Linked DNA regions of Sus scrofa: all the other regions are linked to region 1. A link is a contact called in public HiChIP or PLAC-seq data. All regions are on one chromosome and are shown on one strand. The core of a region is the stretch at or near the end of the contact, and the rest is flanking DNA. Distances in the headings are between cores, read along the strand shown. Region 1 holds the start of ARHGAP45 (minor histocompatibility protein HA-1). Region 2 holds the start of KISS1R (KISS1 receptor). Region 3 holds the start of STK11 (serine/threonine-protein kinase STK11).

Region 1 (4,338 bases), core at 1,370-3,869:
CAGCAGTCTGGGCCAGGACATGTTCAGAGCACAGGGTGGTCCAGAGCTGGAGGGTGAGGGTCCCTGGCAGGGGCAACACAGCGCCAGGCACCGCTGGTCCTGGCCCGGCTAGAGCTCACGACGCTGGGCTCCCACAGCATGGAGGAGTGTGAGGCGCTCTGCACGCGCCTGGCCATCATGGTGAATGGGCGGTTCCGCTGTCTGGGCAGCGCACAGCGCCTTAAAAGCAGGTGAGCAGGGGGAGGGCTCAAGGGCCTGGGTGCTGGCAGATGAGGGTGGGAGTGTAGGTAGGGCCAGAGGAGGATTCAAGCGGGGCCAACCTGGCTGTACCCGGGGAAGAGAGAAGGATTGTGGACTGCCCAGAGGGTTGAGGCTGGACCAAGAAAGAGGAAGTGAAGGCCATTGAATGAAAGTGGGTCTCTGTGAGGAAGCCTGAGGGTCGAGCAGGTGGGCGTGACCTAACAGCTGGACAGGGGCAGGCTTTGAGTGGGCGGGGCCTGAGAGAGGCCAGGTTAGAGTAGGGGTGAGCATGTAGGCAGGGTGAGGACCATCATGGGTTTGGGTCAGAGGTGTTGCTCAAGAGGAGCCAGGTATAGGGGTCCAGAAGCAAGCTGGAGGGTGGTGTGGGTGGGTGGTAAGGAAGGGTGGGCCTTGGGACAGTAGCTCTGGTCACACCCCACCCCACCCCACCCCACCCCACCGCAGATTTGGGACTGGTCACACGCTGACCCTGCGGGTGCCCTTGTCAAGATCCAAGTCGGCGGCGGCCTTCGTGGAGGAGGCATTCCCAGGGGCCGAGCTGAGGGAGGCGCACGGCGGCCACCTGCGATTCCAGCTACCGCCGGGAGGGCGCTGCTCCCTGGCGCACGTCTTTGGAGAGCTGGCTGCGCACAGCGCCAAGCAAGGCGTGGAGGACTTCTCTGTGAACCAGACCACGCTGGAGGAGGTGACCGCAGCGCCAGGCCGGGGCTGGGGTTAAAGGTGGGGCTAGGAGCTAGGCTCTCCTGCTGACCTCCCCTCCTGCTTCCTTGGGCCACCTACCTCTAGGTATTCCTGTACTTGTCCGAGGATCAAGGGAAGGAGGACCTGGAGGAGGCAGAAGTGGGGACTGAGCCTGTGCCGGGCCCGCAGAGCCCCAAACTCATCACCCAGTTCTTCGACAACCACAGTATGGCTGAGACCGTGCTCTGAGCCTCCCTCCTCTGTGGAGCTGGTGGGAGGCCCTGGGAGTGAAGAAGGCAGGACAGAGGGGTGGGACACCGGACCCAGACTCCCTGGAGGAAATAAAGAAAAGCTGATGTGAAGCAGTGTGCACGTGTGCCCATGCTCCAGGCTGCATGCCTGTCCACAAATGGTTCTCTGTATACGTTTCTGCCACCCGAGTGTGTGGAGGCATGGGCGTGGGGACACAGATGCAGTATGAAGTATGCGCGAGGGTCAGTGTCTCTGCAGTGGCTGCTGTGTGCCTGCCTGGGGCTCCTAGCCAACTGAACTCCTAGCTGTGAAGGGCTCTGCGGTGGCCTGGGGATGTCACACGTGCAGTGCAGGTGTGCCCTTAAGAGCCTGGACCCTGGACCCCAAGCCCCTAAGTGGCCACATGGTTCTGGCGCCTGAGGGCGGTACCTGTGAGTGGCTGGTTATGAAGTGGGCATGAGGTCAGGGCTCAGGAATGTCTGGGGCAGCTGGAGGAGCCCGGCAGGGGTGGCCTGGACCTCAGGCCTCCTAGCCAGGCCAGAAGCCCATCCACCAGCCAGCCGTTGCCCCCAATCCTGGCCTTCAGAGCCATGAGTGGTGGTCAGAGGATCCTTAAGGGACTTCTGGGCTGGGTCTGTGGATGGACCTGGGCCTGGAGAGCCAGGTTTGGCATGAGGGGCTGTGGCCTGCATGCCCTTTGCCCTGGAGATCGTCCCCTCCCACTGGAGGTCAGTGGGGGCCAGTGTTGGGAAGGGTGGAGGGACTGGGGTTTGGGGATTTGTGGATGAGACTCTGGAAGGAGAGGGGAGAAGGCTCAGAGTTGGGGGCTCAAGAGAAGAGATGGTCACAGGGGAGGGGGGTGCCGGGAGGGGAGAATGAGGTGGGGAACTGTACCCACCGCTCTGGCCCCAGTTCTGAGAGTGGCCATGGCTGGGATGGGAGGAGACGGTGAGGTGGCCTGAGGCATTTTATCAGCCCTGCTGCTGGCCAGTGGTCCGGTGGCCAGGGGTCAGTGCGTGTGCCCAGGATGTAGAATGCGGCTGGGGGGAGCTGGGCTGAGGCCAATGCAGGTGGGGCACAGGGGGGTGACCGCTCTGCCCTACTCTGGCCCAGCCCTGGGCCCAACAGGGGCTCTCCAGAGGACGCAGGGTGGGCACACCCATGAGGGAACAGCAACTGGAGGGCGGGTGTGTCTGTATCCGTTTCATCTGGGGAGCTTGGTGGTTTCTGAGCACGTGTTAGGACCAAGTCCGTGTCGCTGTGTGTCACTGTGCACGCGTGTCTGCTCTGCTGGGTGATTTAGGTCTTCCGAGTGAAGGTCAGCGTCTCTAGTGGCCGCCGTGTGCCTGCCTGGGGCTCGTCTGGGGCCAGCACCAGGCAGGGGAACCTCATCTCACATGCGCGCGCAGGGCTACTGAAAGCGGAAGCTAGGGGCGGGGCCCAGGACCCCACCTTCAAGCCCACTGTGCGGAGGGGCAGGCTGAGGCCCAGGCCTGAGAGGATTAGGGGCGGGTCTGCGTCACCGCCTCCGGAGGCCTTTTCCTGTGGGGGGAAGCGCTGCCAATGAGGGCTGGGCCTGTCACGTGGGCCTGACAGCTGGGGAGGGGGTGGCCGGTGACAATGTGGTCCTGAGGCCACCAACATCAGGAGCTGCAGCGCTGAGACCCCCGGCCCGCCGCCCTCGGGCCCTTCGGGGCTGCTGGGCACGGCCCCACCATGTTCTCCAGGAAGAAGCGAGAGCTCATGAAAACCCCATCCATCTCAAAAAAGAACCGGGCGGGAAGCCCCTGCCCACAGCCCTCGGGGGTGAGTGAACCTCCACTGGGAGCGCGGAGCAGGCAGGGAACCTTGGAGCGCCCCCTGGACAGCAGGGGGACAGGGTGGGGGGGGTCACCCTGTGCTCAGGCCGCCGGGCAGGGCCAGGCAGTGCCATGCTGGGCCAGCAGCAGAGGGCTCGAGCCAGCTACAGCCCCCATCGGGCTGGACAGCAGGGGCCACGCAGGATGGGCCGGGACCCCAGTGTTCAGCTCACGGTAGGAGCCCTGTGGGAGGCCACCACACCACCATCCTATCCAGGGCTGGTTGTGGGGTCCCGGGAGTGTGCCGGGCGGGTGTAGGGGTGTGAGCACATTGGGTCTGGGACTCTAGGGTAGGGGCTCAGAACTGGGGGCCTCCAGGCACCATTAGATTTGAGAGCCATGGCACTGCCATGGGCAGAAGGTTTATAGGGAGCAGAGTGTGGGATGAGACCCATGGGCACAGGGCCTGGGTGTAAATTTTGGGGGCGTCCGTGAGACTCGGGGGCCTGCTGAACCTTTAGAGTTCAGGCTTCAAGGTATCATTACCAATGAGTCTGTGTGCCTGCAGTGACCTGGCCTGAGGGCAGCTAAGGAGACCCTAGCCCTCCCTACCCTCTCAGGAAGTGGGGTGCCCCTCCCCCGCACCCCTGCAGGCACCGCCCCTGGCTGTGGTTTGGGGCAGAGACGGTTGTTTGTGAAAGCTCTGGGGAAGAGGATGTTGGGTAACAGGTGTGGGAGGGGCATGACACCAAATCTCAGCCCTCTGACCTGTGGCCTTTGCCCCTGTGGAGTCAGGCTGAAGACCCTCCAGAGCCCCACTTCACCTCTGGGGAAACTGAGGCAGGGCCTGGGGTCGGGGGAACACCTGCTGTACCAGCTCCCCTTCCCCTCCCAGGAGCTAACCAGGAGAGATGGGGCTGATACAGTGTCCCTGGGACCCAGCTTGGAACCACCAAGTGTGGCCTCAAATGCCAAGGCCACAGGCACACTCAAGAGGCCCACCAGCCTGAGCCGCCACGCCAGTGCGGCTGGCTTCCCATTGTCCGGAGCCAGCACCTGGACGCTTGGCCGTGGCCACCGCAGCCCACTGACCACGGCCAGTCCAGCCGAGGTACCCAACCAGGGACCCTGCCCCGACACCGTGGAGGACATCTCCCATCTGCTGGCTGACGTGGCCCGCTTTGCCGAGGGCCTTGAGAAGCTGAAGGAGTGTGTTCTGCATGACGGTGAGAAGCTGCAGGCACACTGAGGCCTGGGTAGAAGGCAAAGTCAGACACAGATGTCCCAAGCCGGGTGGGGTCAGGCAGGTGGAGGGAGGGACTGGGGGAGGCTCCGAAGGGGGTTA
Region 2 (4,338 bases), core at 1,324-3,823, 120 kb before region 1:
GACAGAACCAGGATTTGAAACTGGTCTGAAAAGGGACACTCCCCTGATCCGTCCAGCCTCCTGCTTCCCTCCTGGGGCCACAGCCGTCTGAAGGGCTCAAACCCAGAGGCCCGCACACCTGGCTAGGACCCAGCTGCTCCCTGCCCTGCTCCTCCACCATGCATGGCTCCCCATGGCACTGCAGTGCCACCACTGGTCCCACAGGCTACAGTCTCATGAACCTCCCGGGCCGAATTGAGAACCGAAATTTGAGTCCTGCCACCAGCTCAAGCTTGCTGGCTCTAACCAGACCCCAGCAGGAGCCTTGGGGCTGACTGCAGGGTTGGAGCCCCCCACCTCAAAAAGGGAGAGGGCAGGGTGCAGCAGACAAAAAACCAACCAGTCAGATTTGTAATGAACGCTGGGGAAGCAGGGTGGATACCAGCCTAACCTTTTATAAAATACACCCATATCAGAACAGCAATGCTGGCCCATCTCTCTCCCTCTCACTCCTGCTCCAGGCACAGGCCCTTTTCACTTCATCTCAAACAGGTCAGGGACAGCCTGCCTCAGGGCCTTTGCATGTGCTCAGCCTCCTGCCTAAAGCACCCTTTCTTGGGCTCAACACCTCCTGGGAGAAGCTACCCTGCCTCCCAAGGGGACCAATCAGCCCATTTCCAGCTTCACCAGTTGCACAGGAAACCAGCTGGTCCTAGTTGTTTACTCCTGCTTCTCATCTCCTTCACTAGCCCAGAATGATAAGGACAGGGTCCTCTTGGGCCCTGCTGTATCCCCAGCACCTGGCCCATAGAAGGTGCTCAACAGCTGTTTGTTGAATGAATATCAGAACTTGTTTACCATACTCACCCAAGGGCCAGTTCATTGGCTTCCCCTACCCAGCCCCCCTAAGAGACCACTTTACAGATGGGAAACTGAGGACCCAGACAGGGCCCTGAAGCTTCCTGGACCCAGCAGGCCTTGGGATGTGTCTACAGGGTGGCAGTGGCCAACATCCACGGGGGTGGGGGGGGGAACAGGCCCACCTGTGGGACAGCTGTGAGGACAGGTTTGAGGAGAACAGGTTCTTTCATCCTCTCAGGGATGCTCCCCACGGGTTTGACACCCACTCCTCTGGGCAAAAATACACCTGCTCTGCCACCGGCCCCTCCCCCAGGAACAGGCCAGAGAGGAACCAATTTCCTGGTACAGGAAATCAAGGAGGGCTCAGAGCGGAGGTGACTCAGGCTGGGGTGGGGCCGACTCAGGGGGCAGAGGCCACCTCCCCTCCCAGGACATGGAAGTGAGGAGACCTGGGGGCAGGTCAGAGGGACCCACTTGGTAGGTAAATACCCACTTTGGGTGGTTAAGCCGCCTCAAAAGGGGTAAATACCCACATCTGTGGAGCCCGGTAGGGCCTCTGCCTAAAAATCCAGGTGGAGATAATAACAAAAAAGTAATAACAAGTGTAATAATAAAGCAATAATAAAATAGTAAAATGACAGTCTTCTTAAATAGTAATAAAAGATCCCAAACAGTAAGATATTTAAGATAATTATTAAGGAATGGATGCTCCCCTTTGCTGGGCACCTCCAAGTGCACGGTCACTGACCCCAGCCACTCTGGCAGGAGCACTATTATTTCATTTTGCAGATGGGGAAACTGAGGGATGGAAGGGGTAATAACCCACCCAGGCCACTTGGACAGGCACACTGGAGGAGGCTGAACTGGAACCCAAGCAGTCAGGGTGGCCCACCCAGGTATCCACATAAATACCCAGGTTAGAAAGAAATCAGTGACGACGGGGGACATAACCATACGGGGACGACCCACCTTCCTGTCTGCCTCCCGCGACAGACGCGACGGGGCTGTTAAGTCCCTCTTTAACTGGGATATCTATCTGGAGAAAAACAAAGGGCCTGTCCACCAGGAGATGGGGGGCTGACAATCCCGAGGGGTACACAGGACTGGCTGGGAGGTGAATAAACACCTGGCTTGGAGACAGCAACAGCGGCAAGTGGCTAAATACCCAGAACAACACCAGCACGGTTTCCGGGTACACCGCGCGCAACGGCACCACCTCACCCGAGCTCGCAACCCAGCGCCCGGGACCCTCGAAGCCCGGAGGCTGCAGCACCCGGGGGTCTTTAAGGGAGACATGGATGTGTCTCCCTGCGTCCCGGCAAATGCCCGGCGTGACGGGGATGGGGCTCCCTCGGTAAACGGCACTAACAATAAAGCCCCCCCCGCGCCGCTCCCCTCTGCGTGGGGGAGCCCCAAGGAGAAGGGGCGGGGCGGGCCCGGGGCTGCCGCCGGGGAGGGGGACAAGAGAGGGGGCCCCGGAGCCTGGGAGCGCGCCCCGCCCGCCTGCCCGCCGCACTCACAGCGTCCGCCGCCCGCCGGGGGAGACCCCCGCCGCCGCCGCCGCCACCTCCGGGCCGCCCTCCGGGTTCTCCAACGCTACCATAGCTCGGACACCCCGGTGCCTGCCGCCGCCCGACAGGGCCTTCACGGGGCCGGGCAGGAAGTGACGGGCACCCGGGGGCGGGCCGGGGCGGAGCCTGGAGGCTGGACGCGCCGGGCGGGGAGGGTGGCCAGGTCCCTGCCAGACCGGGGCTGCGGGCAGAGTACGTCCAGCGCCGGGCACCGACGAGGACCCTAAGACGGGGCTCAGGGACCGTAGCCATGTCCCGGCCGGACCCGAGCTGCTGGGGATGGGAGGAGCGGGGGAAGGACACCCAACCCCGGGGGACGGGGACCAGTACCACATCCCCGCCAAACCCGGGCTGCGGGGGTGAAGGGAAGACACGCAGACCCGGGAACGGTCGGGGACACTGAGATAGAAGGCCGCGGCTGTCCCTGCGCCCAGGCGGGGATGTGAGCGGGGCACCCAGCCCTGGGAGGACAGATAGGGAAAGTCAGGCCCGGGTAAAGAGGAGGGAAGGGGATGTCTTTTTCCGAGGCAGATGAAATGACCCATGCTACTACCCCCACCCAGCACAAACAGGGCTTTCCTTCCACCAGCCCCTCTCAGTCCTCCCTAAGAGTGCACCCTGGAGCCTGGCTGAGAGCCGTTTACTCATCTGTAAATATAGAAGAAAGCGAGCCCCACCCCCTTTTGCCTTTTAGTTTAGTTTTTTTTTGTTGTTGTTGTTGTTGTTGTTGCTATTTCTTGGGCCGCTCCCGCGGCATATGGAGGTTCCCAGGCTAGGGGTTGAATCGGAGCTGTAGCCACCGGCCTACGCCAGAGCCATAGCAACGCGGGATCCGAGCCGCGTCTGCAACCTACGCCACAGCTCACGGCTCACGGCAACGCCGGATCGTTAACCCACTGAGCAAGGGCAGGGACCGAACCCGAAACCTCATGGTTCCTAGTCGGATTCCTTAACCACTGCGCCACGACGGGAACTCCTAGTTTTTTCATTTAGCAAATGCCCACCTTCTTTGGGGAGGGAGGCAGGGCTCTCCCCTTCCAGCAGTGATCAAACAGACCCCCACCCTCCGCAGTAGGCTACGGAAGAGGAGACTTTTGGAAAGAGGCCTGGCAGGTTGCAAAAGTAGGAAGGGTGTGCCAGGTAGAGAGAACTGTCAGTGCAGAGGTCCTGGGGCATCCACAATGGCCAGAGCAGGGGGATGGTAGAGACTGGGGGTTTCCGGGGAGGGCAGATCAGTGAGACTGGTAGCCCTTTGATGACAGATTTGGTTTTTGATGAAAGGGCAATGGGGAGCCAGGGGAGGGTTTAGAACAGAGAATTAAACCTGTTGGAGAATCTAGAATCCACCCTTCCTTCCACAAGGAAAGTAAGGAACCAGGACCATGTTAAGGGACAACACTGGGATACAACCCGCTAGATCTAGCCTGGTGGAAATTGTACAGGACAAACAACCTGATTGCTTTAACAAATACAGAGGAAGGGGAGGGGGAAAAAAAGGAGAAACTATTTCAAGACCCAAGAGAGCACATACTGGGTGACTTCATGTAGATACATGTGAAAAGAAGCAAAAGAACTCAGTGATACAATTTGGGAGATGGTGCCTCTGGGGAGAGTGCTTGGGTGGAGGTTTGGGGGCCTGGATGTTTGGTCTCTGGCTCTGGCTGGTGATGACCAGCTGCTCAACAGAGGCTCTAACTGTATAGGACGAAGCCCAGGCCCTGCCTTGATCCTCTGACCTCACTCCCAGGGCCCTTGTCTTCACCTTCTTAACACCTTCCTGGATCCTCGGTCAGCCCATGAGTGCGGCTGCTCCCAGACATCCCCCCCAATCCACAAGGCCCCTCAAAACCTGCTGCATGCTCTACCAGGCCCACTTAGCTCTGTAGCCTCCCCAGAATGGTTCTCAGCCCCCACGGAGAAACCTTGT
Region 3 (4,338 bases), core at 623-3,122, 110 kb after region 1:
TGTTCAGCACCAGTGCGGGCTCAGAGGAGTCACCTCCAAAGTCTGAGCACCAGGTCTTTGTTCTGAGTAACATTTTTTTTGTCTTTTTAGGGCCACACCCGCGGCATATGGAGGTTCCCAGGCTAGGGGTCAAATCGGAGCTGTAGCCGCTGGCCCACGCCAGAGCCACAGCAACAACAGATCCGAGCCATGTCTGCGACCTACACCATGGCTCATGGCAACACCGGATCCTTAACCCACTGAGCGAGACAAGGGATTGAACCCGAAACCTCATGGTTCCTAGTCGGATTCGTTTCCCCTGTGCCAGGACGGGAACTCCCTGAGTAACTTTTATGCAATACAGACTTCCAGATCTTAATGTTTTCCCATGCAAGCAGCTCCGGCCCTCCACCTTCCTGGAGCAGACAGAGTTCTTGCCTAAGAAGCTGACAAGCAATGCTTGGAACATGATTAGCAGGGCTGCTAGCAAGGACATAAGGCAAGTAGTTGCTACATGATTACAAGAAAGGTGGTATGTGGCAAGCAAAGCTGCTGACAGGCACGTAGCTGCCTTTTCAGCCAGGGGCGGCGGGGGCGGGGGGGGGGGGAGGTTGTTTCTCTAGTTCTTACTTCAATATTGGCCATCTTTTTTTATTGACCAATTTGGCTACAGTTTAATTAAGTTTCTGGATCTTTTCAAAGACAGTCTTTTGGCTTCACTGACTTTCCTTAGTCTTCCCACTCCCACCCCAAATCTGCGGCACGTGAAAGTTCCCAGGCCAGGGACTGAACCCTGGCCACAGCAAAGACAACACGGGATCCTTAACCCGCTTAGCCACTGGGGAACTCCTGGTTTTCATTACCCTTTTTCCGTTGTATTTCATTGGTTTCTGGTTTATGATTTAGGAATTTGGGGCTAACTCCCATGTTCTGATTAGGGCTGGCTGGTACACTGGTGTGACCTGGGACTCCTATCCCTCAAAGCCATAGCAATCCCCCTTCTCTGGGTATTTGAGAATCCGATGAGACACATGGATGTCCCCAAGAACGTGTATACTGGTGAGCTCCATTTCACACATAGTCTTAGGGAGTGCACAGGTGTTGGGTCAAGAACTCCCAGCCTGGAACCCAAATCTGATGGTGTCAAGTCCCAAGGTTTCACAAGCAGTTTGCCCCAGCAAAATAAGAACGTAGTGATACAAACAAACAAAAAGCAAAACAGGTTAAAAAACACAGGCCTGGAAGTATTTTCCACCTCATCAAGCCATATTTTGCCAACTCTGTTTTTCACCCAAAGCACTTTGCTGGCACCATCCCAGCTGGGTTCTGAGTTTTAGCCCATGAATTCCTTTGGGGCAGAAATCATCCAGAGCCCTTCTCAACCCATCTGGCCTGAGATACTTAATAAAGGCTTTTTGCCTCGAATTGTACACTTTGGCTACTTTTTGACCCTTGACCTCGCCTCAAACGGGGTTTCGGTTGAGGAGCCCAGGCAGGGGCACCAGAGTCCCCGAGCCCGGCCCCCGCCCAGGAGCACTGCACTCGCCCGGTCCCATGGAAGACTTTAGAACTCCAGACCTCCGACCTCGGCTCCCAACCCCTCCCAGGTCAACGCCCGGGTTTCGCTTCCCGGCTCCTGCTTTCCGCCCCCTCGCCGTGACGGGCGTTTCCTCAGGCCAATGAACAAACGGTATCCACCCCTGGGGCGGGGCCCAGCGGGAACCAATCCCCGCTCGGGCGCCCGCCCGGATCCAAACGGCCCAATAGGAGCGGCGGCGGGGCGCGCCTCGGGGGTCGAGGCCAGGCGGCTCGGCCAACGGACGTGCACGTCGGCGCCGCGAGGGGCGGGTCCGCGACGGGCGTGCGGCGGCACGGCGGCGCAGGGAGGGGGAGGAGATAAACAAGATGGCGGCGGCGTGTAGGGCGCGGAAGGGGGAGGCGGCCCGGGGCGCCCTCGAGTGAGGCGGGGCGCGGCGGCAGCGGCGGCGGGCGCCAGCCGGCAGCGCGGCCGCCTTGCATGGGCTGGGCCCCCGCGCCGCCCCGCCTGCTCCACGCGCGCGGCGGCCGCGGCGGGGGACGGGCCACCCGGACCCCGGCGGCCTCAGGAACCCCGGCCCGGCGCCTGCGGCCTGCGCCGCCTCAGCCGCCCGGAGCTCCACGCGCCCCGCGTTCCGCGGCCGACGGAGTTCCGGCGCAGACCGAGCGCGGGCTGCCGTTTGGGGCGCGGCGCCCTCCGGGCCCGCGCGGCCGCTCGGGGTCCCAGGCCGGTGTGCGGACGCCCGGGCGGCGGCCGACTCCGACGGGGGTCGCTCCCTGCGGCCGGCGGGCCCCGGGCAGTCCCGGCGCTGGAGGGAGCCAGCGGGGCCAAACAGAGGTTCCCCGTGCGCTCCGGACACGCACCTGCCGGCGTCTCGGGCGCCCCGGCCGGCGGGGCCGGCGGGAGCCGCCCCCGAGCAGCGCGCCGGATCCCCAGCGAAGCTCGCCTGCCCGGCTCTGGGGGCCCCGGGGCCGGCCTGCGCGGGGCCCCGGGCGCGCGCCATGGCTCGCTAGTAATGGACGGCGCGGAGAAGACTCGACCCGGCCGCGTCCGTGTTCGTTCGAGGGTCTAAAGTCCCTGGAGGATGACCTAGCACTTCCCGGCCCCACCGGCCTCCCGAGGGCCCCCGTGGACGCGCCGGCCCGCCTCAAAACTGTGAGGCCGGGCGGCCGCAAAACTTGGGACGCTGCACACACCCGGGTGTCCGGGCTTTGGACCAGGCGCGCCTTTTGAACTCACGTTCAGTACAATCGTTTCTTTTCCAAGAAGGGTTTTCTTTTTCTTTCTTTCTTTCTTTCTTTTTTTTCTTTTTGCGATTTTGTGACTTTTATTTTTGGAGAAGGGAATCTTGGGGAGGGGGGACAAAAGGAAGAACCGCTCACCAGGAAGTACACAAAGGGGATTAGAGATCGCCTGCGGGAGTCGGAGCCCTAGGGTCCAGGATGGATGTGGCGGACCCGCAGCAGCTGGGCATGTTTACAGAGGGCGAGCTGATGTCGGTGGGGATGGACACGTTCATCCATCGCATCGACTCTACTGAGGTCATCTACCAGCCCCGCCGCAAGCGGGCCAAGCTCATCGGCAAGTACCTGATGGGGGACCTGCTGGGGGAGGGGTCGTATGGCAAAGTGAAGGAGGTGCTGGACTCAGAAACGCTGTGCAGGAGAGCTGTCAAAATCCTCAAGAAGAAGAAGTTGCGAAGGATCCCCAACGGGGAGGCCAATGTGAAGAAGTAAGTGCCGACTTCCTGGGTTGGGGTGAGGTCTCCTTCCTTCTTTCAATCCTTCCTTCCTCCCTCCCTTCTTTTCTCCGTTTCTACCTTCCATACTCCCTTTCCTTAAGAACCTGAGCTGAACCGCCGGGAAGGTTGTGGGTGACTGGCTTGGATAATTGGGCGAAGTCAGCCTAGCTTGTTGCGGTTGGGTGTCCCGGGCTTCCTGACGCCGCCGATGCTGAGCCCTCCTCGGAAGGGGGCGCCCCTCTCCCCCCCCTGCTCTCCCAGCTGTCCAGAGGGCCGGTGTGCCTGGCAGACCCGCTGGTGTTGATTTGGCCTTGAGCCTTGCGGTCCTGCCTGCCGCCAGCAGGTTTCAGCACAGCCACAACCCGCGGCTGTTACTGGGGCGGGAGAAGTGCGATTTGTTTGTCCTGTTGGAGGGGAACCCTGCGGTTGCCAAAAATAATTGTTTGCACCGGCTTATCAGTCAGCAGGGAGGAACTTGGCTCTTTCTCTCTCGCCTAGGATGTGACATAGGACATGTATGGGACTCACAGGCCTGGTGACTGCTGAGGAGGATCGGCTTGTGTGTCCGCAAACTTTTTACACAGATTTCTTCTGGTGCCTGTCTGCCTCTAGGTGTCCCAGAGGTGTGGGGGGTCTGCATGCAGGAGCATCCCCAAGGTCGGTGGGAGCCCTGCCTCTTGCTGGTTTCAGTAGGGGGCACCCCCACTCCTTATCACTGCTGCCCTGGAGACCCCGCCCTGCTCTGCCCACACTCCTCCCAGCCTCCAGTGTCCAAGAAGGGTTATCTAACGGGCCAGGCAGGACTGGCTGGTGACCTTGGCCAGTCCTCTGAGTGCTGCTCTCGGATCCACTTTCACCCCCTCCTCCCAGCCCCCCTCCCCTTGGACAGTTTAACAGTGTGCTGCCGAGCCCTGTCTGCTTACTCTTGGATACCTGGGGTGGTGAAATTGGGGAGCGGAGTGCTGAGACCTGACTGGCTCTGGTCAGCGCACCAGTCCGTGAACACCCGGCAAAAGTGGGCAGAGTGCGGGGCCAGTGGGGCACAGAGTGCCAGTTCCCTGTGCCCACTTGGTACCTATAA

Evidence for each region. HiChIP or PLAC-seq counts read pairs in DNA pulled down with a chosen protein or histone mark.
Region 2: an H3K27ac HiChIP or PLAC-seq map of alveolar macrophages shows a contact between it and region 1. The contact joins the promoter of KISS1R here to the promoter of ARHGAP45 in region 1. A contact is called at or near these places in 1 of 47 Hi-C or Micro-C datasets (fetal skeletal muscle) and 1 of 2 datasets of contacts at active chromatin or transcription factors (alveolar macrophages).
Region 3: an H3K27ac HiChIP or PLAC-seq map of alveolar macrophages shows a contact between it and region 1. The contact joins the promoter of STK11 here to the promoter of ARHGAP45 in region 1. A contact is called at or near these places in 6 of 47 Hi-C or Micro-C datasets (embryonic fibroblasts, fetal heart ventricle, heart right ventricle and 2 more) and 1 of 2 datasets of contacts at active chromatin or transcription factors (alveolar macrophages).

What each region holds. Positions count from the first base shown.
Region 1 is chr2:77,354,175-77,358,512 of Sscrofa11.1, reverse strand. It overlaps ARHGAP45 (minor histocompatibility protein HA-1), which reads left to right and starts at 2,619. Exons shown (of 23, transcript XM_003353961.4): 1 at 2,619-3,000; 2 at 3,889-4,219. The coding sequence starts at 2,911. It overlaps ABCA7 (ATP-binding cassette sub-family A member 7), which reads left to right. Exons shown (of 47, transcript XM_013994807.2): 45 at 138-230; 46 at 706-946; 47 at 1,048-1,352. The coding sequence ends at 1,191.
Region 2 is chr2:77,477,439-77,481,776 of Sscrofa11.1, reverse strand. It overlaps KISS1R (KISS1 receptor), which reads left to right and starts at 2,573. Exons shown (of 6, transcript NM_001044624.2): 1 at 2,573-2,603. It overlaps R3HDM4 (R3H domain-containing protein 4), which reads right to left and starts at 2,518. Exons shown (of 8, transcript XM_003122984.3): 1 at 2,361-2,518. The coding sequence starts at 2,443.
Region 3 is chr2:77,246,856-77,251,193 of Sscrofa11.1, reverse strand. STK11 (serine/threonine-protein kinase STK11) reads left to right here and starts at 1,872. Exons shown (of 10, transcript XM_021084263.1): 1 at 1,872-3,248. The coding sequence starts at 2,959.